Regions from separate parts of the Mus musculus genome. Here regions 2, 3, 4 and 5 are each linked to region 1. A link is a contact called in public Hi-C and promoter capture Hi-C data. All regions are on one chromosome and are shown on one strand. Each heading gives the region's core, a stretch centred on a gene start, on an enhancer-like site or on the middle of the called end of the contact. The rest is flanking DNA. Distances are from core to core; before and after follow the strand shown.

Region 1 (5,538 bases), core at 2,209-4,708:
CCAGAAGACCCAGGTTCAATTCCCAGCACCCACATGAAAGCTCACAACTACTCCAAGATCTGTCACAGACAAACATGCAGGCAAAACACTGATAAACATAAAATAAAAATAATTCCTTTCAGGGTTTGGAGAGATGGTTCAGTGGTTAAGATTACTGATTGTTCTTCCAAAGGTCCTGAGTTCAATTCCCAGCAACCACATGGTGGCTCACAAACATCTGTAATGGGATCTGATGCCTTCTTATGGTGTGTCTGAAGTCAGTGACAGTGTACTCATATACATAAAATAAACTAATCTTTAAAAAATAATGATTACTTTCTTAAAAAAGTTAATTAAAAGGGTGGATATTATTTGAAGTCAGTCTCATGCAAGTTCCAGTCACCAAACAAAACATTCAACCAGAGCCAGACATGGTAGCTCACACATGTATTCTTAGCACTTGGGTTGCAGAGACAGAGGCAGATATCTGTGAGTTTGAAGCCAGAACGAAGTGAGTTCCAGAAGAGCCAGGGCTATGTAGAGAGACCTTGTCTCAAAAATCAAACAAACACAAAATCCAGCTGTCCCCCAACCCCCCACCCCTTGACTGGGTCTCACTGTGTAACCCTGGCTGCCTTAGAGTCTTACAACTCACTATGTAGATCAAGCTTGCCTCAAGCTCACAGAGATCCACCTACTTCTAACTAGCTAGGGTTAAACTCGTACTTCCATACCTGGCCAGTCTAGCCCACTTAAACCCACCTAACGAAGTTTTTACCCTGTGTCCCCTCTGCTTTCCAGCAGGAACGGCTAGACCAGTCTGTCTCATAGCCCAATCCCTCCAACTGGAGCATTTCACCTGTGACATCACCTTAACCCAGGCCAGCAGAGTCTCCATCTTCCAGGGCTTCTTCCCCACTTGCCTTGAATGTACAGGAAGAACATGACCAATAGAGTCCAAAGCCTTAACTTTCCTCCTCTGAGCCTGTTCCAGATCTTGGCATCTCAGCCTCTTGTCTGTTGTCTGCCTGCCTGCCTGCCTGCCTGCCTGCCTGCCTGCCTGCCTGCCTGCCTGCCTAAGTCTAAGGCCACTTTCATCAGAACTGTGTTCCAATGCTTGACTTTGTGTCCCTCTCCACCTCCATGCTGCCCGTCCCCAATGTGGGCTTCACCTTGTCTGGTGCCCAGAGACTGACTCTCTCGTCCCCCCCACCCCCGACTTCCCTGCAGCCCCCACAGGACCAGACAAACATCTAGGAAAGAGGAGGATCCTTATAGCGAAGCCCTTTCCCTTCACAAGGAAAGGTCCTCTCCAACCGCTGTCCTATGTAACAGTGGAGCAAGGCTCAGGAGTTTAACCTGCAGGAGTCATTGTAGCATCTGGCAGTGGCCAGATGAGGGCGACAGAGACAGTAGGTGCCATTGCTGGAGCTAGTAAGCGCCCTAGTTAGTGGGCAGAGAAGCCTGGGTTTGGGGACCTGAAGACCTTGCCTTTGGCTCTGCTGTGTGAACTGGGAATTTTAGCAAGACTAGTTGCATCCCTCACCTCTGATACCCCCACCCTCACACCAACAAGAAACATTTGAAACATTTGAAAATGATAGACCATTTCAGGCCAGAAGAAAGGAAAGAGGGATGGGGTAAGGTTCCTGTCACAGGAGGTATAGATCAGGGCTAAGGGGCAGTAGGGACAGTAGACTATCCCTTTTGTTCTGTCCCTGTGACAGTCAGACACTGCTCCTAGCCACAGTTCTGAAAATAAAGTAGAGAGCCCCTGGGGCCTGAGTAGGGACAACCATTTTGATCTCCCCAAGTGAGAAACAGGCTGGGCTTGAGTAGTGACTTCTCCTTCCTGAGGAACTAGCAAATAATTAATGGTGGACGTTTACGCCCCTCTTGTGCTCAGCAGGAGGCTACTGGTACCCATCAGAAAGTTTCCTGGAAACTTTGTAGGGAGTGGGAAATGAGGAGACAGAGCAAAGGTTCAGGGTTGATTTGCCTAGTGACCTAGAAATTCCAGGGCTCCTCTATGGGCCTTAGTCTTCCTCTTAAGCTTGACCAACTTGATTTGTGACCAAGACATAGCCTGAAATGCAGCTGAAGGATCCTGGCTTTGGCTGCACCTGACTAGCTCTGAATCTTAGGGCATCAGTGAGCAGAAGAAAGGCTACTCTAGGAACTAGATACTCCCAAGAGGCTAGTACCACATGAGTAACTCTTTGGGCTCTTAGTCCCAGTCCCCCCAAATGGGGATTTGCAGAGCCCTCAGAACCACACAACACAGGCAGGCAGGGGTACTGGGCGTTCTCAGGCTCCCATTAGGACCCAACCCTTTTACTGATCTCATAGCCTCTAGAGGCTCTTTTTAGTGTGACTGTAAGTAAGCATGATGCTCCTGACATGTGACACTTCTGGTACCCAGCTACCTCAGACCCAGGGCAGACAGAGACACAGCTGTAAGCTTGCGTAGCCAACCAGGTATATAAAACCACCGGTACATGGCTAAATATATAGGACATGGGCAGTCATAGAATACCATGTTAGCCCACACAACACACATGCAAACACAAGATCCTGCCTGGCCTGCTAGCCTTTGCATGGTTCCCAGGCTAGCCAGATAGCTGAAGGAGACCTGTGCTGCTCTGACCCTGTGCCAGGGAAGGAGATGTCACACTTGGGAATGGAGACTACTTCCTGCTCTGTGTCTCCATCAAGATGCTAAGTGTTCAGAATCCAATTGTCTTTTAGTCCCCCAGGGACCTGGATTTCCCAGGTTGTCCTTTGTTCTGACTGGAGAGACGGGAACAGAGCCTATGTTCTGGCGAGTAAAATGAGGCATTGCTTTGTTTCAGTTGCATGAGGAAAGTTGGAGGTGAAAAGGGCTCTTGCAGGGCGTGCCACTCACTCACTAGAAGGGGCCTTTTACAATGTCCTCAGGACCCACAATGGTGTTGCCCCTTGGTCACCATGCACCCAGAGTAGCGTGTCCTATCCTGCATTGGTGTCTCCATCTTGACAGTAGGTTAACAGGGCCTATTCCTTCTTAAGGCATGGAGGCTCACCAGGAGAGCTTTCCAGTGCTTGGAGAGATGAAGGGTACCCCAGAGCTCTGAGGATTGGCACATGTAGAAGACTGGTGCCCAAAGGTGTTGGGAGGGGGACTTAGACTCACCCAATGACGTAGACCAGAACCACCAACTGGATCAGACGGAAAATGACTCCCACCTTCTTGTTTCGTACCAGCACCATCCGGGGAGTGTCATACTCAAAGAAGAAGGCTGACAGCTCATCCTGCAGCCGCCGAGCCATGGTGGGCCAGAAGGGGCTCAGAGACAAGCCCCCCGCACGGCCTCTGTGGTCAAGGGCAGGCTAGCATCTGTGTCTACAGAGAGAGCAGTGGAGTGGCTGGAGGCTTCCCAGCCCCTTAAGAACAGAGCAGGCCAAGTGGGGCCAGAGTTGGAGGTTCGTTGGTGGGATCTGGGTTAGGAGGGAAAAACCCAGGGTGATCAGAGCAGCTTTTGACTGCTGGCAGGCAGTGGAGTACCGGCCAGTGGTGCCCCGTGAAATAAATTCCCAAAGATAGACAGAGGCGGAGCCAGTGAGGCCACCCAGGCCCAGCCCCACTACCCCTCAAGGCTCCGCCTGGGCCCTGCTGGGCCTCCGGAAACAGGAGCTGCTCTCCGGAAACCACCATGGCCACCAGCCACAGGGCCAGAGATAAAGCTACTGGCTACCCCCACTCCAGGAACCTGACAGGACAGAACTGAAGGGTCTCGCCAGGACAATCCCTCAACACTCTACCTCCATCCCCACCCCCACAGTCTCAGAGTAGACAGTTCAGTCCTGGGGACCTGCAGGAAGATGAACAGAACTGATGTCAAGTCCTGTAGCCTAGAGCTACCCTTGGACACTCCCTCTTCGTCAGTCCCTTCAAGTCCAAGCTTGGTCTATACCCATTAACTTCAGCCTCAGGCTGGCATCTCTATCTGCAACCTTGCTCTCCCTCTGTCTGACCTGCTTGACTGTACTCCTGACACCACTCCCATCCCATCCTTACCACCAGAACAGACAGGGAGGTAGACATCTAGACGAGACTAGGGTCACCTATCCCTAGGGAGTTCTGAGACCCAGCTTGGAAAGCCTGATATTAGGCAGTTGTGTCACTTGTTGAGGGCTTGGGGGCATTGTCTGGCTTTTCTAAGTCTGCTTCTTGTAAAGTGGGACAACATAACACTTTCCCCAGAGTGAAGAAGCCCTTGGGGGACGGTCCCAGAAACCTCCAGGACAGAGAACTAAAATACACTGTTGAATTAGGGTTCAGGTCCAATACAACCCTTGCCTTCCTCAATAGTAAAGCAGACCCTGAGCATAGGGTCCCAAGAACCTGATCAGGCTGGCTCACACTGTGCACCTAGGGTCAGAGGGAAGCATTCTCACCCTGGCCTACTAGAAGAACCAGCCTGAAGCACAGGTCTCCTTGGTAACCTTCACTGCTCTGCACCCCCGGCCAAGCCGACCCACGCTGAGTGCTGATAAGGAATCTTCTTCCTCATGAGCTACTAACAGGGAGCGAATGGCCCCTGGGCCTGGCACCGAACCCTTATGCAAACTGGGCTGCTTTCTGCATGTCCCCTCCCAGCACCCAGGACCAGCCCCAACCTCTTGAATAGAAAACACACACACACACACACACACACACACACACACACACTGACATTCCAGTAGGAACTCTCTCAACTGTCTGACGCCACTGAGCCAGGGTGGTGGGAACCACATCCTTCGCTTTTTTTTTCCTAAGGAGTCAGAGCTTCAGCAGGCTCTGTGACCTTACCCTGACCCCAAACAAAAGGGCATGTCCCTCTCCCAGCTGACTTCACGTGCAGCTGTTACAGCAGTAGGCCCAGAAATGAATTGTGTGTGATAGGAATGGGTGGGTGCTAAGACTGAGCCATCTCTGTGCCCGCCCCGACGATGCTTACGCCATATTCTAGAGAGGGACCTGCTCCAATTGAGGGAGAAGAGAAAGGATGGAGAGAAGAAAGGAAAAGGAAGGCAGTCATTGTCCAGTATGTTGCTTCATGCCACAGCCGCCCTCTCCCATACTCCTCTTCTTCTTCCCCCACTTCACCTCCTCCCTTCCTTTCTCTTTCTTTCTCCTTTTCTTCTTTCTCCCTATCCTCTTTCCTTTTATGTTTCCTCTTCCTCCTCCTGCTCTTTCCTCTTCTTCCCCCACTCACTCCATCCCCAAGAAGCCAGGTTTATAGCTTGTTAGATACACCCTCAGGCCTGTGTCTGGGCATCAGCCCTGTTCTCAGTCAGCATGGCAGAGAGGGCCACCTGAAGGTACTGAAAGACCCAAGGTGCCACCAAAGGCACAACTTTCTTTTCTTGATAATAACCCTGCAGAATCGAGCCAACCACATGAGACTATAGGGGTGGCTCAGCCGGTGCAAGCACAAGGAACTGAGTTTGGCTTCCCAACATTCATGGGGGCTCAGCAGCATACATCTGTAACCCAATGCTGGACTGGTAGAGATCAGCAGATCCCTGGAGGTCATG
Region 2 (5,538 bases), core at 1,993-4,492, 510 kb after region 1:
CAGGGTGGAAACTCAAGGCAGAAACCTGAAGTCAGGAACTGAAGCGGAGTCCATGGAGAAACACTTCTTACTTTATGTCCTTTGTGGTTTGATCAGCCTGCTTTCTTATTGCACCCAGGGCCACCTACCCAGGGATGACACCACCATGGTGGGCTGGGCACTCCTACATAAATCATTAATCAAGAAAATGCACCCCAGGCTTGCCCACATACCGATTTAGTGGAGGCAGTTACTTAGTTGAGGTTCTTTATTCCAAAACGTCTGTAGGTTGTGTTAAGTTGACATAAATTTAGCCAGCACAGTCATAGCAAAGGATCTGAGACGTCTCTCAATAAGGAAATATCTCTGTTTACCCTACCGTTTCCCAAATATAGTTATCCTTGGAGTAATAGCACCTAATGTTCTGACCTAACTTGTTTTGGAATTTGTTGTTAAGAAAAGGTCACACTGTGTGGGTCACACTGGCCTGGAACTTGCAATCCTCCAGCCTCAGTTTCTCTGGTTCTGGATTATAGGTATGTGCTAGCTCTTGTGTGGCAGTTACAGTGTGGAGCAGATGAATGAATATCAGAAGGTCCTGGAGCCACTGCTGAGTTCAGATTCTCATCCTGTCCAGAAGAAAAGAGTTCTGAAGAAGATGTGGGTAGAATGATGGCTAACCAGGAAGGTACTGACTTAGGAGGTAGCCATAAGAGAGCTTAGGAGCTTAGGAGGGCAGACTGCTTCTTTCTCCAGAGTCTCTCAGTATCCTTGCCACAGAGACAGAAATAATAGCACACAGGTCTGAAGGACATAGTGGCTCATACCTTTAATCCCAGCACTTGGGAGGAAGAAACAGGCAGACCTCTATGAGTTTCGAGGTCAGCCTGGTTTACACAGTGAGTTCCAGGACAGCCAGGACTCTACCTCAACCCCTCTCCAAAACAAACAATACCCAGAGGCCCATCCTATGGTCTTAGGATGCTGCCAGGAGTTCTCACAAAGCCCTCATCTGTGCGCAGCCACACAGCCAGAAAGAGCTTATTGTTTCTATCGCCCTGCCCATGGGTTGGGGCCCTTTATCTTACACAGGATCAACTCCAGAAACTGCCTTTAAGTTAGAAGTCTCATAATAGGAATGGATGGCTTGCTTGGTGGCCCCACATATGAAGGACTCAAAAGACTGCCCTCTTTTCCTACTCTAGAATTCAACCAGGGGTGGAGATGAAGGGCAGTGGATCAAAACCAAAACTGGCCTTGCAGGCCAGGGTTGTGAAAGGGTGAGAGTTCAGGGGTGGGAAATTGAGACGCAGCCTGGGTAGAGTGCAAAGCCATCGTGCAGAGCCTCCTTCACAGATACACAGCTGGGCAGCATCCACAGCAGACATGGTCCTCTCGCTTGGCACAGCCACACAGATCTGGCCCCATGGAGCTTCTGGGTCTGTGCTTGTCTGCTAATCACCTGTTATCCCTGGCCACGCATTGAAACCCCCCCCACCCCCGCCCCCCGACTGACTTTACAGGCCAGAATCCAGCCAGCTGGAAAGAGGCAGCAGGCAACTTTCAGAATGAAATCTGTTTTCCTAACCTTCCGTCACAGTCATTCATACTCAACACGCCGAAGCATATTTTTAGTCAGTTCACAGAATTTAAAAGACACCTTGAAGGCGCCAAGAAACACCAGCTTGGGGATTAACTCTGCTCACTAAGACAGTGGAGTGTGTGTGTGTGTTCGTGTGTGTGTGTGTGTGTGTGTGTGTGTGTGTGTGTGTGTGTGTGTGTATGTGTGTGTGTGTGTGCTTGAGTGCCTTATGCTTTGTCATCCGTTGGCTATGCCATGACTCACTGTGGTTGACACCTTCACAAGATGTTCCTGTTGTGGACGTGGGCTCTGGAGCAGCCTGCACTAGCAAGATGATTTCAGGGCCCTGGCTTCGTACCAACCAGACCATTGACTAGTTGTCTGTTTATGACGGGTCACCTTGGTGACCTGAAGTCTGTCTGTGAAACAGACAGAAACCACTGGATATCTGAGGGGCTGAATTAAGTCTCCCCTGACTCTCTCATTTGAACCAAGGGTTTGGCACATACTAGGGAGAACATGCTATACTGGGTTTTAACTTCTTTCTTTCCTTTTACATATTTATTTATTTAGAGACGTGTTGGCCTGGACTCGCTGGCCTGGAACCTCGGAGTTTCACCTGCCTCTGCCTCCCAAATGATGGACTTACAAGAGAAGACTGTTCTTTACACAGAAGCTACCTAGCCATTCTCCAGAACTGACAACCCCCCCCCCCCCAACGTGCTCAACTACCTGGACTATATTCCCCCAATAGAAACAAAGACCCAGAAAGATAGAGGTTTCGTCCAATGTTAAGCCACACGCAAGAGCAGATATAGGCTAGGATCCAGCTTTCCAACTTTCACTAAGGGTTTTGGGGAGATGGTACCCCCCTCAAAGGCTTTTTCTGCTCCATCCCCTCTCCTTCTCGTTTGTCTGAGATTGGATCTCTCCTGACTCAGCCTCCCAAACGCTGGGGTTACAGGTGTAGGACACCCTGCCTGGCATTGAGGAGGCCCTCCTGGTTCTTTTGGGCTCTAATCCGAGCCCTGGTTCTCACAAGCTCCACTCTATGGGGGGTAGAGATATGGTCAGAGTGAGCCCAGGTCATAGCATGGAGGTGCTTCTCTATAGAGGAGAGCAATGGACCTTCATGAGGTCTGTGTCCTGGGTCCACCAATCATGTTTCTTAGGCAGCGCTGCCTAAACAGACTGAATTAAGGTGAGTAACTGTTGGAGTCAGCTCTACAACAGGTTCCCCAGTTTTGACCATCTGAGACTTTTTTTTTTTAATGCGTAGCTTAAGCCATGGGCCTTCCTCGGCCTCAGCCAGGGGTCCTCTCCCATCGCAGGGGCAGGGTGGAAGTTGAGTAGGGTCTGGGGTACCCTTCTTCCCTCACCTAAATCCTAATCGGTGCTGCAGCTCCCCGCAATCGCTTCCTGATCCCCGAGGGTTCCGTGGCCGCAGCGCTACTGCGTGACTTGCGCCCCCGTCAGGCGGGTGGGGCTGTGCGGCCAGGCGCCCCCGCACCCCCCGGGGCAGCACGTGCGGGGCGGGGCTGTGGCTTGAGCCCGGAGGTGATTGGGCACACGAGCTTGGTGGGCGGGGCCGGCCGCAGCTGTCAGAGCCGCCGGGGCCGCGCGTCTCACTGACTGAACAGTAGCAGCGGCGCAGCCAGGGCTGGAGCCCGAGCGCAGAAGCGGACGGGCCGGGCCGGGATGGTGCAGCGGCGGCTCCGCGGCGCGCGCACGCACTGAGCGGGCCCGGGCTGGGCCTCGCGTCCCCCGAGCCCCCCGCGCCCCCCGCCGCCCCGGCCCGGGCCGGCATGATGTGCCTGGAATGCGCCTCGGCGGCGGCGGGCGGCGCGGAGGAGGAGGAGGCGGACGCCGAGCGGCGGCGCCGGCGCCGGGGGGCGCAGCCAGGGGCTGGAGGTAGCGCTTGCTGCGGGGCGCGGGGTGTTGGGGGCGCTGGAGTCGTGTCCGCCGACGAAGAGGTGCAGACGTTGTCCGGCAGCGTGAGGCGGGTCCCGTCCGGACTCCCCAGCATCCCCAGCACCCCTGGCTGCGCAGCAGCTGCCAAGGGCCCCAGCGCGCCGCAGCCCAAACCGGCCAGCTTAGGCCGAGGGCGGGGGGCAGCTGCTGCCATCCTGAGTTTAGGCAACGTGCTCAACTACCTGGACAGGTACACTGTGGCAGGTGAGCAAATGCCCCATCTAGCCCGAGGACCAGGGCCCTTCCATCCCAGATGCCCTAGGGAGCTTTTGGTTGCCAGCTCCCTAGATCCAAGCCCTCTGGAGAGTCCCTAAGGACCCTCTGTTCAAGCGATGCTTTGGCGTTCCATGGGTCCAATCCAAAGCACCCCACGCTCCCCGTGTTAGGGATTGGTGGAGTTTCCACCCCTGGAGCAGCTTGTGAGCCTTCGCCAAGCCCTTGACGGCTCATCCGTTGTCCTCCCAGAGTCTCCTCTGCGTCTCTCTTGCCTTATCGCCTGTGCGCCCCCTTCCTCCACAGCCGCAGGTTCCCCGGCCTCTCCTCCTTTTCCCTTAGTCCAGGCCGTCTGTGCTTGCACGGCCCGTCTGTTCCTTCTTTCCTCGGTCTCAGCCACCCCCCTGCATGCGTGCGGCCAGTGTGTGCGCCTCTTGCGGGTGTGCGCCAGGCAGCCGGAGTGTGCGCGCGCGTGGCAGCGCGGATATGTGTGTGTGAGCTTGTAAGCGCGTGGCTGACAAAGGCTCGGGCCTGCGGGGAGCCGAGGGAGGGGCGGGGCGGGTCCGTGCCGCCTGGGGACCCAGGATGCGGTTTGCAGCTGGCCCTGGCTTGAGGCCTGGAGACGCCTCCTTCTGCTCCATGGCGCTTGGAGCCTGGAGCAGGGCATAGGCCTGGGGGCGGGGGCTGGGGGGGTTGGTCTAAAGAGAGGCAGCCTCATGCTCCTTGAGCATCTCTGCGACTCAACCCCAGGTTTGAGACTGAAATGGATACAACTGGGTTTCTATCCTGAATGTGCTTAATGTGTGTGTGACCTTGGGCCAGTTTCAGCTTGTGTTTAGGTCTGTTTCCGTTTGTGAATTGATTGATCCCTGGGCCTCTTAGTGTGGATGTGACTCTGGGATTCTATTCTGCTGGCGTCTCTCCCTGTCTTCACAGGGGTCAAGACGTAGGGACCTGTCCTAGAGCTGGCCCTGCCTGAGGATAATGTAGCTTTGAAAAGAAACACTGGTTAGGCTGGTCTCCGGGGCTCCCGGTGGAGGAGTGCAGTTGTGTGTGTGTGTGGTGGGGGGGACCCAACATTCTATCCCACAACCTAATATGAAAGAGGGGAGAGGAAAGGGGAAGAGAGATGATTTGGATATTTTGTGCCTCACTAAAGAAAACTCAGGGATGATTGGGAAAAGAGAGCCCTGACATAAACCACACAACCACATGCCACCTGGGTACTTGGGTGTTCTTTTGGGGGCCTTAGTCTTTTCCTATCTTGGATAGTTTTGTGTCAAGTGGAAGGAAAGAACTCTGCCCCTCTCCCACCTTGCATGTACACCCACCCACCTGCTCTCTGTCCCTTCCTGGGGGTAAACATGAAGTAGGTGCCAGTGGCATCAATTTTTGGGTCAGGCTGTCCCAAGAGACTGTTCCCTTGCTCTAGTAAGCAAGAGCATGGTGTACCCTCAAGTGTGCCAACCTACCACGCATACGCATGTGATGTGCTGCCTAGGGCTCAGGGTGTTAGGTGCCCACCCTGTGAGGACAAGCCAGAGAACATTGGAGGCCCTCACTTTGCAAACCAGGCTCTTTCCAGCTGGGGGAAGTCAGGCCCTTGGTTAGCCCTATCCAAGATTGCCCAGTGAGGTGATCAGCAAAGCAGGTGTTAGACTTCCCCTTTACCCCCACCTCACTCCCAGCCTGGCCTGAGTCTCTTCTCTCTCTTTGGAAGTATTGTTGTGGCTTTTAGTTCTGTCCTGGTCGTTTTTTATTATGGCCTCAGGCCACTTCTTCTGAGGTTCCTA
Region 3 (5,538 bases), core at 1,531-4,030, 450 kb after region 1:
CCACTTATTATTATTTTAGTATTGCAACTATTGCAAAATTGAACCGAGGACCTCTGGCCTTTTGCATGCTATGCAAGCACTGTACCATTGAGATATAGCCCCAGCCATCTTTCTCTCTGACCTCTCTTCCCTCCCTCTGTTCCTCCCTCTGTTCCTTCTTTTCATATTGGAGATTGAATTCAGGGCCATGCACACACTACGACTATTACTCCACTCCTAGCTGCTTCTGTAGGTCTAGTCTTACTTCATATTTTCACTTTTATTTATATGCATATGTGTGCTGCTGCGAAGCTGGGTGTAAGGATATTTCTTTGAATCCCTGCTTTTCATTCTGCGGGGTATATACACGGAAGGCGCATTGCTTTTCATTCTGTGGGGTATGTACACGGAAGGCGCATTGCTTTTCATTCTGTGGGGTATGTACACGGAAGGCGCATTGCTTTTCATTCTGTGGGGTATGTACATAGAAGGCGCATTGCTGGATCCCATGACAGTTCTAGGCTCAACCTTTTGAGGACCACTAACCCTATCTCCTGTGGCTGCATCACCGACACTGCCCGTGTTTCAGCAGCCTGGCCCACACCAGTCATTTCCTCTCTTTATTGCCGTGGCTCAGTGGGTGTGAGGTGGTATCTCCTAGTGGTTTGGCCTTGCGTTTCTCTAAGTAATGTTGCATAGCCTTTCACAAGCTTGTTGGTCATTTGTGTATCTGTAGAGAAGCATCTACTCAAGTGCTTTGTACATTTTAAAGCCGGGTTGTCATTTTCTGACTTAACTTTTACTTAGAAATCATTTTAACGTACAGAAAGATTACAGTATAAGACCAGAAACACCATCTAACTTTTGCCTTAGGTTCATCTATTGCTAATGTTTTGCCTCATTTGCTTTACTTGACATTTTTACATGCTTGTATTTTATTTTTATTATTTTCGTGTGTATGCATGTGGAGGTCAGAAGACAACTTTCAGGAGTCAGTTCTCTGCTTCTATCTTGTTGTTCCCAGGAATTAAACTCAGGTAGTCAGCCTTGGTGGCAATCACCCTTAACCCCACTGAGCCATCTTTCTGTGCCTCAACCTTCACCCCTGTTTGCTTACTAACTCTAGGATCTATTAATGTTTTCCAGCACCACTTGAAAGAGTAAATCGTAGACACTGCAGCCCGCAGACACTTCAGATCAAGGGCATTTGTTTACATAACTAATGCTTGGCACCTGAGCGCATCGGACAGCTGTGAAGTTTTTTCCTGATCTACTTTCTGTACTCTAATTTTATCCATTCATCTGGCATCTGGCACTGTGCATTTCCCCTTCGGTACAGATGCCAGGCAAAGGCGGTGGTTGCACATAACTGTCAGATCTCTGCCCAACACCCCACAGCACCCTCCAGCCCCCACCCCTGGCTCTGAGACAGTGTCTTCTCACTACATAGACTGGACTGACTTGGACCTCTCTGTCTGTGGATCATGATCAGGCTGGCCACAGACAGTTGCCTGCCTATGTTTCCAAGTGCTGGAATTAAATGGAATTAAGGGCATGGACCATTATGCCTGGCTGTTAAATACTTTTAAAATATATTGTGTGCGTGTGCATGATGTGTGTGGAGACACATGTACCATGACACATGTATAGAGATCAGAGGACAACTTTGTGGAGTTAGTTTCCATCTTTACCTGGGATTGGGATTGAACTTGGGCTGTCAGCCTTACACAGCAAGTGCCTTTACCTGCTGAGCCATCTCATTGGCCTGTATGGTTACTCTTTTTTAATGTTGTTTTGTTTTGAGATAGGGTCTCATGTAGCCCAGGCTGGCTTTAAACTCACCATGTAGCTAGGGATGGTGAACTTGAACTCCTGATAGTCTTAGCTCCACCTCCCAAGTGCTGGAATTACAGGTGTGGGCCATCACTGATGGCTTTGTGTATTTGTACTTTTTCTACCCTTGCAACTGGCAATCAATTTCTACAGCTCCCCTGAGAACATCTCCCTAGACTTATTCCTTGTTGATAAAATTTATTTATTCTGTGTCTGTATGGATGTGAGTGAAAGTGTGTGTGTGTGTGTGAGAGAGAGAGAGAGACAGAGACAGACAGACAGACAGACAGACAGACAGACAGAGACAGAGCAGAGAGTACTCCTGTACCTGCACGTGCACTTGTGTGCCTTGGTGTATGTTATGTTTGGAGGTCAGAAGACAACTTTGTGCAGTTCTCCCCTTCCACCATATGGGCTCTGGGGATCAAACATATGTCAAGCAGGCCTGGTGGCAGGTACTTTCACAGGCTGAGCCATCTTGCCAGCCCCCATGGGTTAGTTTTACATAAGCTTGTCTCTATGTCTTCAGATATCTCTGTTATCTTGTTCCTCTGTGCAATTTCCTTACCATCCTGGTCAACACCTACCCTCCTGTATCTAACCTGGTTCATGGCTGTGCTAACGGCCCATCTTCTGCACAGGCAGGGCAGTTTGCAGTGAGCAAGGCTTGGGGACACTCCTCTCATTTCCTGTCCTAGGAGCGTCTCTTCCTCACTGCCCCTGCTGCAGCCATAGGCTAGATTGAGGGACCACAGAGTTATCCAATCACCAGTGCATGGCGTCTTACCCCAGCAGGGCTAAGAGGCCTAGAGTGATGAAATCCCACCAGTGTGGCTGCGCTGTGCTCAGCAGGAACCTGCGATGATAAGGTGTCTGGCAGTTAAAGGGGCAGCCTGTTGAGGTTGAGAGGCTGGGAGCCCACAGGAAGTGACTTGGTGGCAAGCTGATGTAGCTTTGTTCGGCACCCGTTCTGACAGAGAAGTTGCAGTTAGCACTGCTGAGGGGATGTCCACAGAGTGTCTCAAACCTCAGACAGGAGGGCCACAGAGCCAGAGCCTGAGCCAAGGTGGGCAGTATGGGGCCTTGGCTTCAGGTACGTGTCTGCCTCCCTCCACACCCGTCCCCTGGAGCCTGCCCCGCTGGAGAGCTTACTTGGCTGCAGCTGTTCTCTGTTACATCAACCTTCTGAATTACATGAACTGGTTCATCATCCCAGGTGAGCATGGGAGGGGTAGCGTGGGGCAGTATCTTCAGATACCCCCCTTCTAAAAGCCCACAACTGTGTATCCTTGGTGGCCTTCTTCTTCCAAGCCCTCGTACCTCTCTAGGAGCACAGCTCTGGTGGTTTCACCCCAGCAAGTGGTCTGCAGCCTCTCCTGAATGGTTCCAAGCCAGAACAGGGCACAATGTGTGTGGGGACAGGGGTGTTAGTGGGTAGATGGGACTGTGCTCTGCAGCAAAGGCGTTGCTTGCGTTCAGGATGGAGCTGCAGGCAAGGTTACGGAGGGCAGAGCAGCTTGGCCAAGCTCCCAAGTGAGAATGGCTCTGCCTGCACTGTTTCTGGGGCAGCCGGCTGCTGGCCTACCTTGCACAGTTTGCCTTTCTTCTTATTGGAAACAGGGTACAACCTGCTTCTGTGTTCTGTCTCTCACTTACGCACTCCTTTGTGTCTGGGCTCCACTTGTCTTTTCTCATCTAGTCACCCATTCATTCCTTCATCAGTTTATATTCAGCCCTTTCTTTAAAAAGACAGAGTGTGTATGCATGTGCGTGCACACATGTGTGTGTATGTGTGTGTGCCTGTGTGTGCATGCTCCTTCACTTTTATTTGAGCTTCAGATATTGAACTAAGGTTTCCAAGCTTGTTCAGCAAGCGCCTTCACAGGCTAAGCCATCTTGTCAGCCTTCATTTCTTTTTTGAGGCAGGGCCTCATGGAGCTCAGGCTAGATTCAAACTCGCTATGTAACTGAGAATAATCATGAACTGCTGATATGCTTGCCTTCACCTTCTTAGGGCCGGGATTACAGGCTTGCCACCACAATGCTTTATGAAGTTCTAGGGATTGAACCCAGGGTCTTTGTGCATGCTGGATAAGCACTCTAATAACTGATGTAGAGGGCTGCTCTGCCCTCCGTAACCTTGCCTGCAGCTCCATCCTGAACCCAACGCCTTTGCTGCAGAGCACAGTCCCATCCACCCACTCACACCGCTGCCCCCACACACATTGTGCCCTGTTCTGGCTTGGGACCATTCAGGAGAGGCTGCAGATCACTTACTGGGGTGAAACCACCCAGCCTCTTTTCTTTGTTTGTTTGTTTTTGAGACAAGGTCTTAAGTAAGATCAGGTTGCTTTTGAATTCACTATGCAGTTGAAAATGATCTTGAACTCCCAATCCTCTTGCCCTCTGTCTCCTAAGTGCTGAGGTTACAGGTGCGACAGCATGCCTAGCTGTTCTTTCATCATCCACTTGTTCCAGCTTGAGCACTGAGAACAGGAGCACTGAGAGCAAAAGTACTGAGAGCAGGAACACTGTGGTGGGAACACTGAGAGTGGGAGTACTGAGAGTAGGAGTACTGAGAGCAAGAGTACTGAGAGCAGGAACACTGTGAGTGGGAGCACTGAGAGTGGGAGTACTGAGAGCAGGAGCACTGAGAGCAGGAATACTGAGAGCAGGAGCACTGAGAGCAAAAGTACTGAGAGCAGACACTGAGAGCAAAAGTACTGAGAGCAGGAGTACTGTGAGTGGGAGCACTCTGAGCAGGAGCACTGAGATCAGGAGTACTTTGAGCAGGAGCACTGAGAGCAGGAGTACTGAGAGTAGGAGTACTGAGAGCAGGAATACTGAGAGCGGGAGCACTGTGAGTGGGAGCACTGAGAGAATGTGCCTCTGGTAGGACCTAGGAGAAACTCAGATGTGTGGTTCCTACTGCAGGGGCAACTGACTTACAGGGCTCAGAGAATTGTTTACCAATAACGACCATGCAAGGCAGAGAGGCAGGGAATGGTGCAGATGAATGGAGTCAGGCAGGCTGGGAAGCCTAGGTGAGTAACTGCCACTGCTGGCCATGACCAAAGCCCCAATGTTGGGCCATCAGCTATGTATTTAGAGTAGCTGGGAACCTCTGTAGAATGAATGGGAGTCTGGGGTCTGCAGACATTATCAGAGCAGGGCTGTATCTTTGAGCAACTCAGAGGGGCACAGACCATGTGCCCAGCTTGGTCTGAAGTGAGACAGAGTGGGGTAGGTGCCAGCAGGGCAGCCCTGAGGATGAATGACTTCAGAATTCATACATGGGAAGCGTTTGACCCGGGCCTAAGGGTGGGGATCAGAGACATGTCAATCAAGGCAGTACTGATCAGAGGAGTCAAGGGGTAGTGGGGAGAAAGCGGGGAAACAATCCCCCAGAGGGCGTTTGGTCCAAGATCACAGGCTTTTTGAATGCCAGCCTGGGGAGCTTGTAATTTCTGGTCCAGGCAATGGGGAACCATGTGGGAGAAAACCTTAAGTAGGAGAACATAATAGGATTTGGGACCTTGAAAGATGCAAGATGGGCTGGGGAGGTCATTTCAGAGGCTGCCAAAGGGGACCAGGCTGAAGGTGAGGAGGCCAGAACCTGAGTATGGGATGAGGGGCATGGAGGAATGGGAGGGGAGAAAGGCACAGGGCTACCAGGAGGTGTTACTGTGCAGCCTTCCGAGCCTTAGCCATACCTTAGCTCTTGTT
Region 4 (5,538 bases), core at 1,081-3,580, 330 kb after region 1:
TAAACCAAAACAATGAACAAATAAAGCCATCAATAAGAGAGGGGTGGGGTGGGGTGGGGAGAGAGAAGTCTAAACTGAAATACATTTAAGCTACACAAATTATTATTTGCCATGTAGCATTTTTTCAAATTACATTATTATTATTATTATTATTATTATTATTATTATTATGTGTATCTATAGACATATATGCCACAGCCCATGTGCAGAGGCCAAAGCATGACTTAGTGGGGTGCGACCCCGACCTCTGTTGGGTCCCAGGGATCAACTCAGATTACCAAGCTTACATGGCAACAGCTTCTTTTAACTCACTTAACAATCTTACCAGATATCCATAATAACTTTAACACTCACCACATTACTCAACTATTTGAAGCATGCGCTCCAATTACTTCTATATAGTATACTTCTCAGTTATACAACCAAAGCACATACATTTTAGTAACTTTCATCACCCCACCCCAACCCTGCCCACAAAATCTTGTATAATCTATATTGACCCTCTTCCCCTTCAAACTCTCCATTAGTCCTAAGCAACCATGAATATACTTTGAGTCTTCAGAGTTGCATATTCTACACATTTCATAAGTGGAATTATTAAATGATTGCCTCCATCTGTTCATTAATTTGAAAAAATTATTTCTTTTCCATGTATGAACATATGCCTGTGTGTGGCTGTGCATGTGAACACTGACAGATAGATACCAAAAGCAGGCAGGCTGGACCTTTGTATTGAGTCAATTACGAGACCATATGCACACAAAAAAACAAACATAAAATCACTAAGCACTTTTACTGAGGTAGCTGTGAAATCTTTAGTGACAAATCATTATATTTGCAAATGTAAAAATAAAATTAGAAAACTCACCATTTGGGTGCCAAATCTCTGTAATGAATTTCATTTTAGGAGGCCGGAGGGGATAATCTTTTGGGAAAGTGAGATGAGCCTTAAAAACACCACCTTCACTGAAAAAAATAAAAGAAAAACCAAGTTCATGCATTTAAGTTACTCTTTACAAGTCACTCAGACACATAAAAGGGTACGGAAAATAAAACAACAAAAAGGTAGACAAAAAATTAGTTTCCTGAATACAAATATGCAGTTTAACATACCACTATAAATACTGCTTTGTTAAACTCTCAGGTAGTTAGTAAAAATAAAAGGAACACTGGAAACAGGTGTCCAGATCAGATCACTGGTGATATGGTACAAGTCTTTTCAGTATATGTCTTCAAATGAAATTCAGGAAGTTTAATCTTGTCTGCATGACTCAAGTTCCTGAATTTTCTATATCGGTTTCAAATGATCTTTCTTCTCTGCTCTGGCCATACCCATCAATCTCTTTCTCATCTTAAAATTTAGGCATATATTTTGTGATTTCCCTCTCTGGGATCAGATTGCCACACTTCTTTTATCTAATTGTTTGTTCATTTCATCATATATTAAAACTTCATTAAAAGGACAGTAATAAATTAAAAAGATTTCCCAAAGAGGTTTTATACTACTGACTTTTCAGAGTAGAAATACTGCAATACTGATGCTCTATGTCTGCACTGTCTAATATACTACCCAGTAACACTCTGAAAATGGGTTGTGTCCTGGTTAGTTTTTATTATCTACTTGACCCTAGAACCACCTGAAAGGAGAACACTTCAATTAAAGAATTTTCTGGGTCATATTTGTCTGTGATAATGTCTGTGAAAGACTGTCATAACTGATGACTGACATGGGAGGACCCAGTCCACTGTGGATAGCAATCCCTGCGCAGATGAATATATGAATGGTAGCTGAAGACTACAGAGATTATTCAGTTGTTAAGAGCACTTATTCTTGCAGAGGATGTAGGTTTGATTCCCAGCACCCAAATGGCAGCTCACAACTAACTGTCCATACAGCTAAAATAAACCAAGTTGACCTTAGAACAATGATTAAATGGTGACAGTGTCGTGGAATTCTAGCACCTGATATCTAGTTCAACATTATCCTGAACTACACAACAAGACCCAATCTCAAAAGGGTGTGTATTAGACTGATAAGATGGTTCAGGAAACAAAGGCACTTGAGATACAAGCCTGACCCCTGAGCTCTATCACCAAAACCCACTTAAAGCTGGATGGACAGAACAAACTACAAATTTGTCTTCTTGCCTCTTTATCTATGCTGTGGAGCACATGCCCACAGACACATTATGCACACTCACACTAACAAGTAATTTTTAAAAGATGGGGAAAGATGTTTGCACACTGACATAAAAATAGAAACACAGCTGTGGTCATGGTCAAGTGGTTAAGGCAATGGATTTGAAATCCTTTTCTCCATGCACTGGTTCGAATTCTGCTGACTATGTGCTGGTATGTTTACGCTCATGTGTAATGTTAACACTCAACAGAATGCTGCTCTTCATCCCTCAAGTTTGGAGAGTCTCTAGTCACTGTGGTTATGAGCTGCGAGGGCTGTGGTGAGGGACTGTGAGTGGAGCTATTGTTATATATGTATATTTAAAGGGGGGGAAGGGGTTGAGAGATGGCTCAGCGGTTAAGAGCACTCGCTGACTGCTCTTCCTGAGGTCCTGAGTTCACAACCATCTGTAATGGAATCTGATATTCTCTGGTATGTGTGAAGACAGCTACAGTGTATTCATAAACATAAATTAAATAAATCTTTAAAAAGAATATAGAAAAGAAAAAATGACAGAGTTCCTATCTCAAAAGGGGAAGGGAAAAAAAAAAAAAAAAGCCAGGCTCTAAATTGGTGGCCATCCTGGTTTCCAGAATGAGTTACAGGACAGCCAGAGATACATAGTGAAATCCTGTCACCAAAAAAAAAAAAAAAAAAAAATCAATCAAATAATGACGATGACAGCAGCAATAATAACAACAGGAACAACACATTACATGTAACAATGATTAACTGTAGGATGTAAAACATGGGACCCTTTTAACTTTGTGCTTTGCACATTTCAGTACAGATTGAAATTTTAATTATAAATATTGTTTTTCAGACTGACTGATATTCCAGAAGACCAGACTTCAATTCCCAACACCCACATGGAAACTAACAAGCATCTGTAACTCTGGTTCCTGGCTATCAGACACCCTCTTCTGAACTCCATAGGCACTGCATGCACAGGGTCTATCAACACATTGTGTGTGTGTGTTGGGGGGTGGGGTGGGGGAGTTGCAGGCCATGCTATTAATATCAAATATTTCCAAATAGTAAAGAGGTAAGCTGAGGGTTCAGAGCATAAAAAGAAAAAAACACACTTGAAGTAAGCAGTAAGAAACAGTCCATAAAAGATTAAATGGAAAAATGGTAAAGAATGTGCACAATGAAGGGGATAATTTGATGAGAAAATTAACATTTAAATATGGGAAGTCTGTGTATGCCTGGCAACTCAAGGTGATTCCCTTAAGTTCAAGGCCAGCCTAAGCCAAATAAGAAAGACCGTATCAGCCTGAGAAAGAATGATCTTTTCTCTTGTTTTTAGGGGTGGGGGGATTAAAAGAAGGTTGTACATAATACAAATTAAGGGTTTTAAAAAGGGAAGAAAACTAGGTCCTAAGACAATGGGAGGAACTAGCAGAAAGACAACTAGGAATAGGGGTCCTCCTCTAATACATAGCAAGGTATTCAAGGCTAGCCTGTGATACATGAGACCCTGCCTCCAAATAATAAGTCATCAGAAATTAGCTAGAAGTAGAAAAAATAAAGCTAATAAAAAGCATAACCATGGAGAAGGAATGATGTAAGGCTGGAGAAATGACACAGAGGTTAAGAGCACTTACTGCTCTTGCAAAGGTTCAGTTCTCAGCATCCGCATGTGGCAGCTCACAGCTGCCTATTCCTCCAATTTCAGGGGATCCAATGCCTTCTTCTAGCCTCCAGGGGCACCTGCACCCACATGATGTTCATATAACTCATTCAGACACATGAACACAATTTTTTTAAAGTCTTTTTTTTAAAGCTCTCTTTTCTTTCCCATGGAAAGGTGAACATAAAATGTAGCACAGGTATCAAGAATTAAAAAGAAAGTAATTAGTTTCAAAGATAAGCATTTTATAATTAGAGTAGAAAATAAGTAGATAGAATTTGAGAAAGCTATAAATCCAGGAAAGAGCCAAGAATGTATGTAAAAGGGCATTAGAACAGCCTCCACAAAATCCCTGCAACTTATTTTTCCAAGGTCACTTCATTTTGGTTGATTTAATTCATTCAAAAGCTTCACAATATCTGACTGGAATTCTTATGCTAAAAAGTTGCCATTACCCCTCTAAATTATTTATAAGTAATTGTCAAACTTACTTAATAGTGTTGCCCTAAAATTTTAAAGCAGATGTTTTTCTATTTTTCTAAAAGTTCCCAAAATAATTATGCTAGTTCTCCATTTTCTTAATGGATTCCTCTACTTTACCTAAGGACCATCTACCTGCTCTTCTCCCACCCTAGAAAACACCTTGCTTAGTGGCAGCAAATCTGTGAGTATACAAACTTTAGAAGTGAAGTTAGCACAAAAGAACTAAAAAATGCATAGGGTAAAAATAACAAAGTAGATAGACTGTATTTATTATTTTTCAAACATAGAAAGATGTGACTATAGGGAAGAGAAAAACATTAAAGTAGCAGTGAAGTAAAAATATTTCTCCATGTACAAAGTATTAAAACAATTAACATGATGTTAAAGAGTTATATAAGCAACTGCTGAATATTTGAAAAACCAAGGTCATATTTCTGGCACAAAACCTCCTTTTACTATTTTTGTAAATTAAATCACACAAGTCTTAACTGGGTATGGCACATGCCTATAATTTAGCACTGAAAAGTGTGAGGCAGGAGGCCTATTCAATTTAAAGTAACCCAAACTACATATCAAGAACCCTTTTCGATTTTTTTAAAAAACTATACTGGGACTCCAAGTCTGTCAGTCGTCCAACACTTGCCTAGAGATCTTGGTCCTTTCTTTCCAAACATTACACACAAAAGAAGTTACTTGGAGGAAGGGGCTTGGGTCAAGATAGGGTTTCTCTGTATAGCACTGGCTATCCTAGAATTCTCTCTTTAGACCATGCTGGCCTCAAATTCAGAGATCAGCTTGTCTCTGCCTTCCAAATGCTGGTATTAAAGCCATGCACCACCACACCTGGCTAAGAAAATCTATTCTTGGCAGCACTAGAAAAATTCAATATTGGATACAAGATTAATAAAAGGAAAAAAAATGCTAGGTGAAGATGGGTAAAATAGCATGTCTTAGTTAGGGTTTTACTGCTGTGAACAGGCACCATGACCAAAGCAAGTCTTATAAAAGGCAACATTTAATTGGGGCTGGCTTACAGGTTTAGAGGTTCAGTCCATTATCATCAAGGCAGGAACATAGCAGCATCCAGAGAGGCAAGGTACAGGAGGAGCTGAGAGTTCTATATCTTCATCTGAAGGTGGCTAGTAGAAGACTGACTTTCACACAGCTAGGGTGAGGGTCTTAAGCCCATACCCACAGTGACACACCCACTCCAACAAGGCCACATCTCCTAATAGTGCCACTC
Region 5 (5,538 bases), core at 1,661-4,160, 270 kb before region 1:
AGTATTATGTGCCCCCGCTTGTTAATTGACAGTGGCCACAAGACAAACCAGGCATATTCTGGTTAGCTATGATCCTCTTTATCCAGTTTAGCCCAAAACATCTACCTCCTTCCTTGGGTGCCAGGAGCCTCCTGTTTTGCTGCCTCCCAAAACATGCTTTATTCTGTAAGTTCTGTAAATACAAGTTCTACTTTGCACAATACTGAATCCATCTCACAGTGCCTTCTGCCTTCCCAGGCTTTCCCAATACATCCCATTACACAGACTTGATTCCACAGTATATTGAAAGCCACTTGTGTGTGAGAGAAAAACATGCCCACCTGAGGATCCTGACTACCTAGAATAGCACCCACCCTTTACTCCTGTTCTCAAGAATGGCTTCAGCAACTCTTATCCCTCCAAGAGTCTTCCTGAATGTTCTTGCTTCAGTGCCCCCCAACTCCTCCAAGGAGACCCTCTTCCTATACCGGTCATCAAGACCTCAGCAAAGGCACCTGAATATGCAGGGCTGTCCCTCCAATTATACCCAGCCTGTTACCAGGCCACACCAAATAACAGAGTCTTGAGTCTGTGTGAAGCAAGGAATTCCTGGAGGGTGCCTCCAGTGTCCCATACTGTACAACACTCAGGCCCAAGCCTTCAGTCTTACCTCTTCTTGGTGGGGGTGAGATCTGCTGGCCTCTTCTCTGTCAGTACAACAGGGTTCCCGCCAGGTGCCGTGGTTCTTTTGCCCATGAGGGGCGCCATCTCCTTGGAGTGGGCATTCATTGCTGGAGCCTAAGGCATATGCTGAGGTTGAGGGGCAGAGGTTACTTCTGGTGGCTTCAGACTCTCATGGGATATCATCCAACTCCTGCTTATACCCCTCCAAGAGAGAGCTCACTCCCTATTTTCCAGGCTGCCAGCCTTTCTTGGGAACAGGCAAACTGTTCCTACAGTTTCCATAGTCCCAGCTTCCAAAGCACCAGGAGAGCCCAGCATAGCACCCAGAAAAGGACCACCCTGCCTCTAACTGCCCATCACCATCTCCTGCCATATTACTCTCTAGACAGACTTCTAAGACTTAACTTTGCTTTCTCAATGTCCTACTTAAGACTTTGTATTCAGATCTATTTGTCAAGGTCACAGAACCTTTAACTTTAACACTTAACAGGACATCAATGTCACCTCCTTTGCTCTAGATGCTGCTCTGAATAACACAGCTGGAGGTTTTGGATTTCTCAGCATCTGCTGGTAGTCTCTGCAGCTCACTCACTTCCCTTCTCTTGCTCTTCCCCGACAAGCTAATTACAGCCAAACCATGGCACCCTGGTAGACACCCTCTTACCTAGAAGACATAGAATCCCTTACTCTAGGATATAGACCAACCCTTCAGTTCAAACGTGCTTTACTAATGGTCAGTATGGGCTGAGTTAGAAAAAAGTACTGATAAACCTTCCAAAGAGACTAGGAAATGGATCTCGAAGGATGGTTTACAGACTGGGATGCAGCAGAAATGCCATCTGGGTTGGGGGCACAGCCTGCACAATGACCAGGGCTCAAAGCAATTCAATGAGGGTAAAGCGGGTGGAGCTGGAGACCCTGTATGCGTTCATGGAGAGCCCTGGCAGCGAAGGGCTTGGCAGCAGGCTGAGCCACACTGTGAAGCCCTCGAGCAGAACTTGGAAGCTGAGACTGATGTCAGGGAAGCAGGGAGCAGGGAAAGGTTCTGGGTTACATAGGCAACAGAGCCTGAAGGAGAACAGGCCATGGGGACAAGAGAGACCGGTGACCTGGGGGAAGCTGTTATGAAGAGCATGGTGAGGGGGAAGAGGCTGCTAACCTTGAAGGATAGACATAGAAAGGCAGTGTGGACAAGAAGAGGTAATTCTGAAGTCAGGGGACCAACCTTAATGCAAGCCACCTCAGATAGCTTACTTAGCTATAGAAGTAACTTTTCAGCCCCTGCCTACATCTATCGCAGCCAAAGCCAGATAGGTATTTATGTTTCCTCTACCCAAAGCAATCAGTGGACCTGTGGGGCTAAAAAGACTTTGCTGAGTCAAGAGCAGAAGTAGACAGAGGTGTTCCTCATCCTCCCTCATCCTCTGGTTTCTCTCCTGAGAAATAGCTTGAGTGGTCGGTCCCCTGACACCAGTTGCTCCATCTTTCTTGTGCTAGGGCCATGAGTGTGGGCTACTCTGAACAGCTCGGGTGAGCGGGGGTCAGAGCAGTCTGGACTCAGGCTCCAGCAGCTATAATTAACTCCTGAGTCACCCTATATGCTTTGCTTTGCATCCTCACCTGCTGGACTCTCTCCCTGCCCTGCGATCCAGCTCCTTCACCCGAGAAATACCATGTCACACCTGCCAAGGCTCTGACACTGATTGAAGCAGCCTGTCCTAGGGACGCAGACCAGGCAGGGGCCAGAAGGAGACCTCCATAGCTGCTATCTCAATAACCCGTGAGTGCCTGGGCGTGGTCACTCTTCAGCGCTGGGATAGCTGCTCCCGTCTTAAACACCCATCACACTCCAGCCATGGAGATTCACATCCACCCCTAAGCTAGCTGAAAGAGACGGGAGCTTTCTCTTCCTGAGATTCCCAGAAAGTTCCTGGGCCTGTCAGAACCTGCATTATCTCCTCTGCCTGTTGTTAAAAGGAACCCCAGCTCTCCCCACACCTTCCTAGGACCCATGGGCAAAGGGCAGACATGGTCCAGAGGATTCCAGGCCCGCACTCTAGTCTTTCTGGGGAACACTAGCTTTCTCTGGGTGACAAGGATTTACCTGGCAGGTTCCAGATGGTGGTGGCAGTCCTTGCCTTGAGATCACCGCATGTCTGGGGCCCAAAACCCACCGTCGGGAAGGTGGCTGAGGTGGCCAGAGGCTCTCATCGTAGGCACAGAGATAGCTGACAGCTGGAATGAGGCATCAGAGGCAAAACTGGCTGGGCCACCTGCCCTCGGCATCAGGCAGGCCACACCCACCACCCACGTGTCCTGCGTGAGTCACCTCCACACCCACAGAACAGCCTCACCCCATAGGAGAAAAGGCAGGAAAGGTGCTTGTTGTGGCACAAAGCTATAGTCCCAGCCCTTCCCTCATACATTTGATCCTCAGAGGGTATTAATAGCATCAGTCTCCTCACTTGGGAAATGGGACCCATTACAGGGAACTTACTGATCAAGGCTGTCATGGAGAGACAAGATGGAGGTATAGAAGCTACATACGTAATCAAGACTACAACCAAAGGCTATCCTGGTGGCCAGTTGTAAGACTTGACCTCCATCTTTCAAAAATAGTTCTTGGGACCAAATCCCTCAGAAACAGAGGAAGTCCAATGTTTCCCAACAGATAACATGTATCATGGGTATTTGTGTGTGACAACCTCGCCACTTCCTGCCTCTGTGATCTTTGGCAAGTCATTTGTCCCAAGCCTGGGTTTCCTCACCTGTCAATCATACGAACCTGTATTGGAAGGTAGAGCATAAATGAGGGTGCAACTGAGGAGAGATAGAACAAGGCCTAGAGTGAATTCATTAACCTGTGACAAGCAGGTGTTACTGTCACAATATTTATTCACCCAGCAATAGTTTGTGCCACTGTTCTTCAAGGCCAGAGCACTACAGGAAAACTCTGTGCCCTCCCTACATGCCCAAATGGCTTCTGGGAAAGGGGTGGAGCATAACTTGACTCAGGAACTGCACATCTTCCGCAGGGAAGTTGTGTAGGCAAGGCACAACAGGTTTAGAATGGAAGTCCCTGCTCCGAGACAGTGCTGTTGGCTGATGCAGCAGGGACTTTCCCGACTGTTCCCAGGAGGCGGGATCCCAGATCCCTGATCACTACAACCTGCTAGGCCTGGGGAGGAGGAATGAGGCAGGGTCTAGCCCATGAGAGAGAAAGGCCTGTGCCAGGCCAGGGCAGAGTAGCTTCAGGTGTGGCTTCGGGAGGGCACACACCTGCAACTTGATCCATGGAAACCTGCAGTTGTGCTCATGATTCCTCGTCACTGTTCCAGAAACACCACCATCAAAGCCCTACCTTCAATTAAATGTGGCCTCTCTCTTCCTCACCTGCCCGGGCCTGACTCAGCCTTGGCCCAGGTTTGCTTCTGGTGTCTCAACATCCTGGATATGAGGCTATTCCCTTCTGATGTCTCAGCATCCTGGGCATGAGGCTATTCCCGGCTCTCTGTTGAAACTTTCCTTGCTTTCACACTTTTCTTTGGAGACTAACTTAAAAGCTCCTTGATCTCTCTCATCCAAAAGCATTCTCTATAACATCAGGGACTAGGGGAAGCCCCTCTACTCTAAGGGTTACCTCATGGAAACCCAGTGTAACACCAAACACTGGTCCACGATTCAGTGTCATGGAATCCAGCCATCGTGAGACACGATACATAGGAGGCCACTGCAAGACAGCAGTGAACCTGAGAGTGTTATCTCTGCCTTCAAAGCTTATGGACCAACCAGAAGACCAGCTCCAGCAGGGATCATTCCATCACAGGTGACAAGGGCCAACTGAGGTGAAAGGGACTCATCTAAAGGGAAAAATGGAGATTCAAATCAGAGGGAGCATGTGGGCTAGAAGTGGAAGAAAGAAAGCTTCATCAGCAGTGTCAAGACACCTAAGACCCCAGCTCGTTTCAAGGCCTAGGGTAATGTGTGAACTCAACAAAGTGATCAGACATGGGGCTCAGATGCAGTCCACTGAGTGACCCCAGGCTGCTGGCTCAACCCTGACCTCTTAGTGACCCAGAGTTGGGCTGGCCACTGGCCAGTCAGTGACTGTCACCACTATAATCTAACAGGGGACTGACCCGGCTGAACCGGTGGTACACGCTGAAGGCAGTGCTTCTGGCTACCTACAGGGAATCAAGCTTGTCTTTGTGAGCTCTCTATCTTGAGTCTTGGATCCACACAGCACAACCACAGGCCTATGCCACCGGAAGTCCCATGTCCTTCCTTCTACCTCATTCTCCAGCCCTTGCAAACCCAGCATTGCTTGCCTGGTCCTGTCTGCCATGTGGATTACCTGTAGGGTTCATTCAACTGTCCTCCACTACCAGGTTCCCAGTTCCTGGAGCAGCCCTGAAATGTACCATGCTCACTTTTCTTCAGCAATCTGAACTCTCCTTCCATATTGGGAAGAACATACAAGGAAGAGACCTTTCAGATATGGCTATCTATGTGTGGAAGAGGAGACTGGGCCAGAGCCTGGGGTGGGATGCAGGCAAGGAGAGAGAAAAGGAAGATTCTCTTTATTTCTGCCCCAGCCTGCTTTCCAGACGCCTGAACATCAGGCAACCTCTAGGTGTCTGCCATGATACCCATGTGTGCCTCATCCTGCTAGCTGAGGTCAGAGCAGAAGGCCTAGACAGCAGTCTGTCTGCAGAAGCCTTCCTCTGTCTGATGCCCAACACCAACAGAGGGTTCCCAGGAGGCGGTGAGCAAACCTGCCCAACTCTCTGCACCTTCTAGACTCACAGACTCATATCCGGGGATCCATCCCATAATCAGCTTCCAAACGCTGACACCATTGCATACACTAACAAG

Evidence for each region. Promoter capture Hi-C pulls out the DNA fragments that hold promoters and counts their contacts. A called contact is a pair of places that touch in the nucleus more often than the background predicts. Capture Hi-C pulls out chosen DNA fragments and counts their contacts.
Region 2: a contact with region 1 is called in a promoter capture Hi-C map of liver. The contact joins the promoter of Spns2 here to the promoter of P2rx1 in region 1. A contact is called at or near these places in 4 of 39 promoter capture datasets (the C10 cell line, the HPC-7 cell line, liver and 1 more), 1 of 484 Hi-C or Micro-C datasets (the HPC-7 cell line) and 1 of 9 other capture datasets (liver).
Region 3: a contact with region 1 is called in a promoter capture Hi-C map of pre-B cells. The contact joins the promoter of Spns3 here to the promoter of P2rx1 in region 1. A contact is called at or near these places in 17 of 39 promoter capture datasets (the 3T3-L1 cell line, 3T3-L1-derived adipocytes, the C10 cell line and 11 more), 17 of 484 Hi-C or Micro-C datasets (CD8 T cells, the G1E-ER4 cell line, the MNK3 cell line and 11 more) and 1 of 9 other capture datasets (liver).
Region 4: a contact with region 1 is called in a Hi-C map of the G1E-ER4 cell line, with 2.2 times the contacts expected there. The contact joins the enhancer-like site here to the promoter of P2rx1 in region 1. A contact is called at or near these places in 4 of 39 promoter capture datasets (hippocampal neurons, neutrophils, pre-B cells and 1 more), 3 of 15 datasets of contacts at CTCF or cohesin (the NIH/3T3 cell line, large pre-B cells and pro-B cells) and 5 of 484 Hi-C or Micro-C datasets (the 63-12 cell line, the G1E-ER4 cell line, embryonic fibroblasts and 2 more).
Region 5: a promoter capture Hi-C map of embryonic stem cells shows a contact between it and region 1, with 3 times the contacts expected there. The contact joins the promoter of Trpv3 here to the promoter of P2rx1 in region 1. A contact is called at or near these places in 2 of 39 promoter capture datasets (both in embryonic stem cells), 8 of 484 Hi-C or Micro-C datasets (embryonic stem cells and epidermal suprabasal cells), 1 of 115 datasets of contacts at active chromatin or transcription factors (stem cell-derived neural progenitor cells) and 1 of 9 other capture datasets (adipose tissue).

The regions. Positions count from the first base shown.
Region 1 is chr11:72,997,065-73,002,602 of GRCm38.p6, reverse strand. It overlaps P2rx1 (purinergic receptor P2X, ligand-gated ion channel, 1), which reads right to left and starts at 3,458. Exons shown (of 12, transcript NM_008771.3): 1 at 3,152-3,458. The coding sequence starts at 3,288.
Region 2 is chr11:72,487,624-72,493,161 of GRCm38.p6, reverse strand. Spns2 (spinster homolog 2) reads left to right here and starts at 3,242. Exons shown (of 13, transcript NM_153060.3): 1 at 3,242-3,736. The coding sequence starts at 3,367.
Region 3 is chr11:72,547,488-72,553,025 of GRCm38.p6, reverse strand. Spns3 (spinster homolog 3) reads left to right here and starts at 2,780. Exons shown (of 12, transcript NM_029932.3): 1 at 2,780-3,028. The coding sequence starts at 2,818.
Region 4 is chr11:72,668,388-72,673,925 of GRCm38.p6, reverse strand. It overlaps Ube2g1 (ubiquitin-conjugating enzyme E2G 1), which reads right to left. Exons shown (of 6, transcript NM_025985.4): 3 at 869-966. Among named protein-coding and RNA genes, the nearest start is that of Ankfy1, 19 kb to the left of the region's middle. Within about 2 kb of position 2,330, at least 15 of the 459 cell types and tissues checked have an H3K27ac peak or open chromatin away from gene starts, as enhancers often do. A contact at or near this core is called in the G1E-ER4 cell line and pro-B cells, where this site is marked.
Region 5 is chr11:73,264,892-73,270,429 of GRCm38.p6, reverse strand. Trpv3 (transient receptor potential cation channel, subfamily V, member 3) reads right to left here and starts at 2,910. Exons shown (of 18, transcript NM_145099.3): 1 at 2,768-2,910; 2 at 650-789. The coding sequence starts at 768.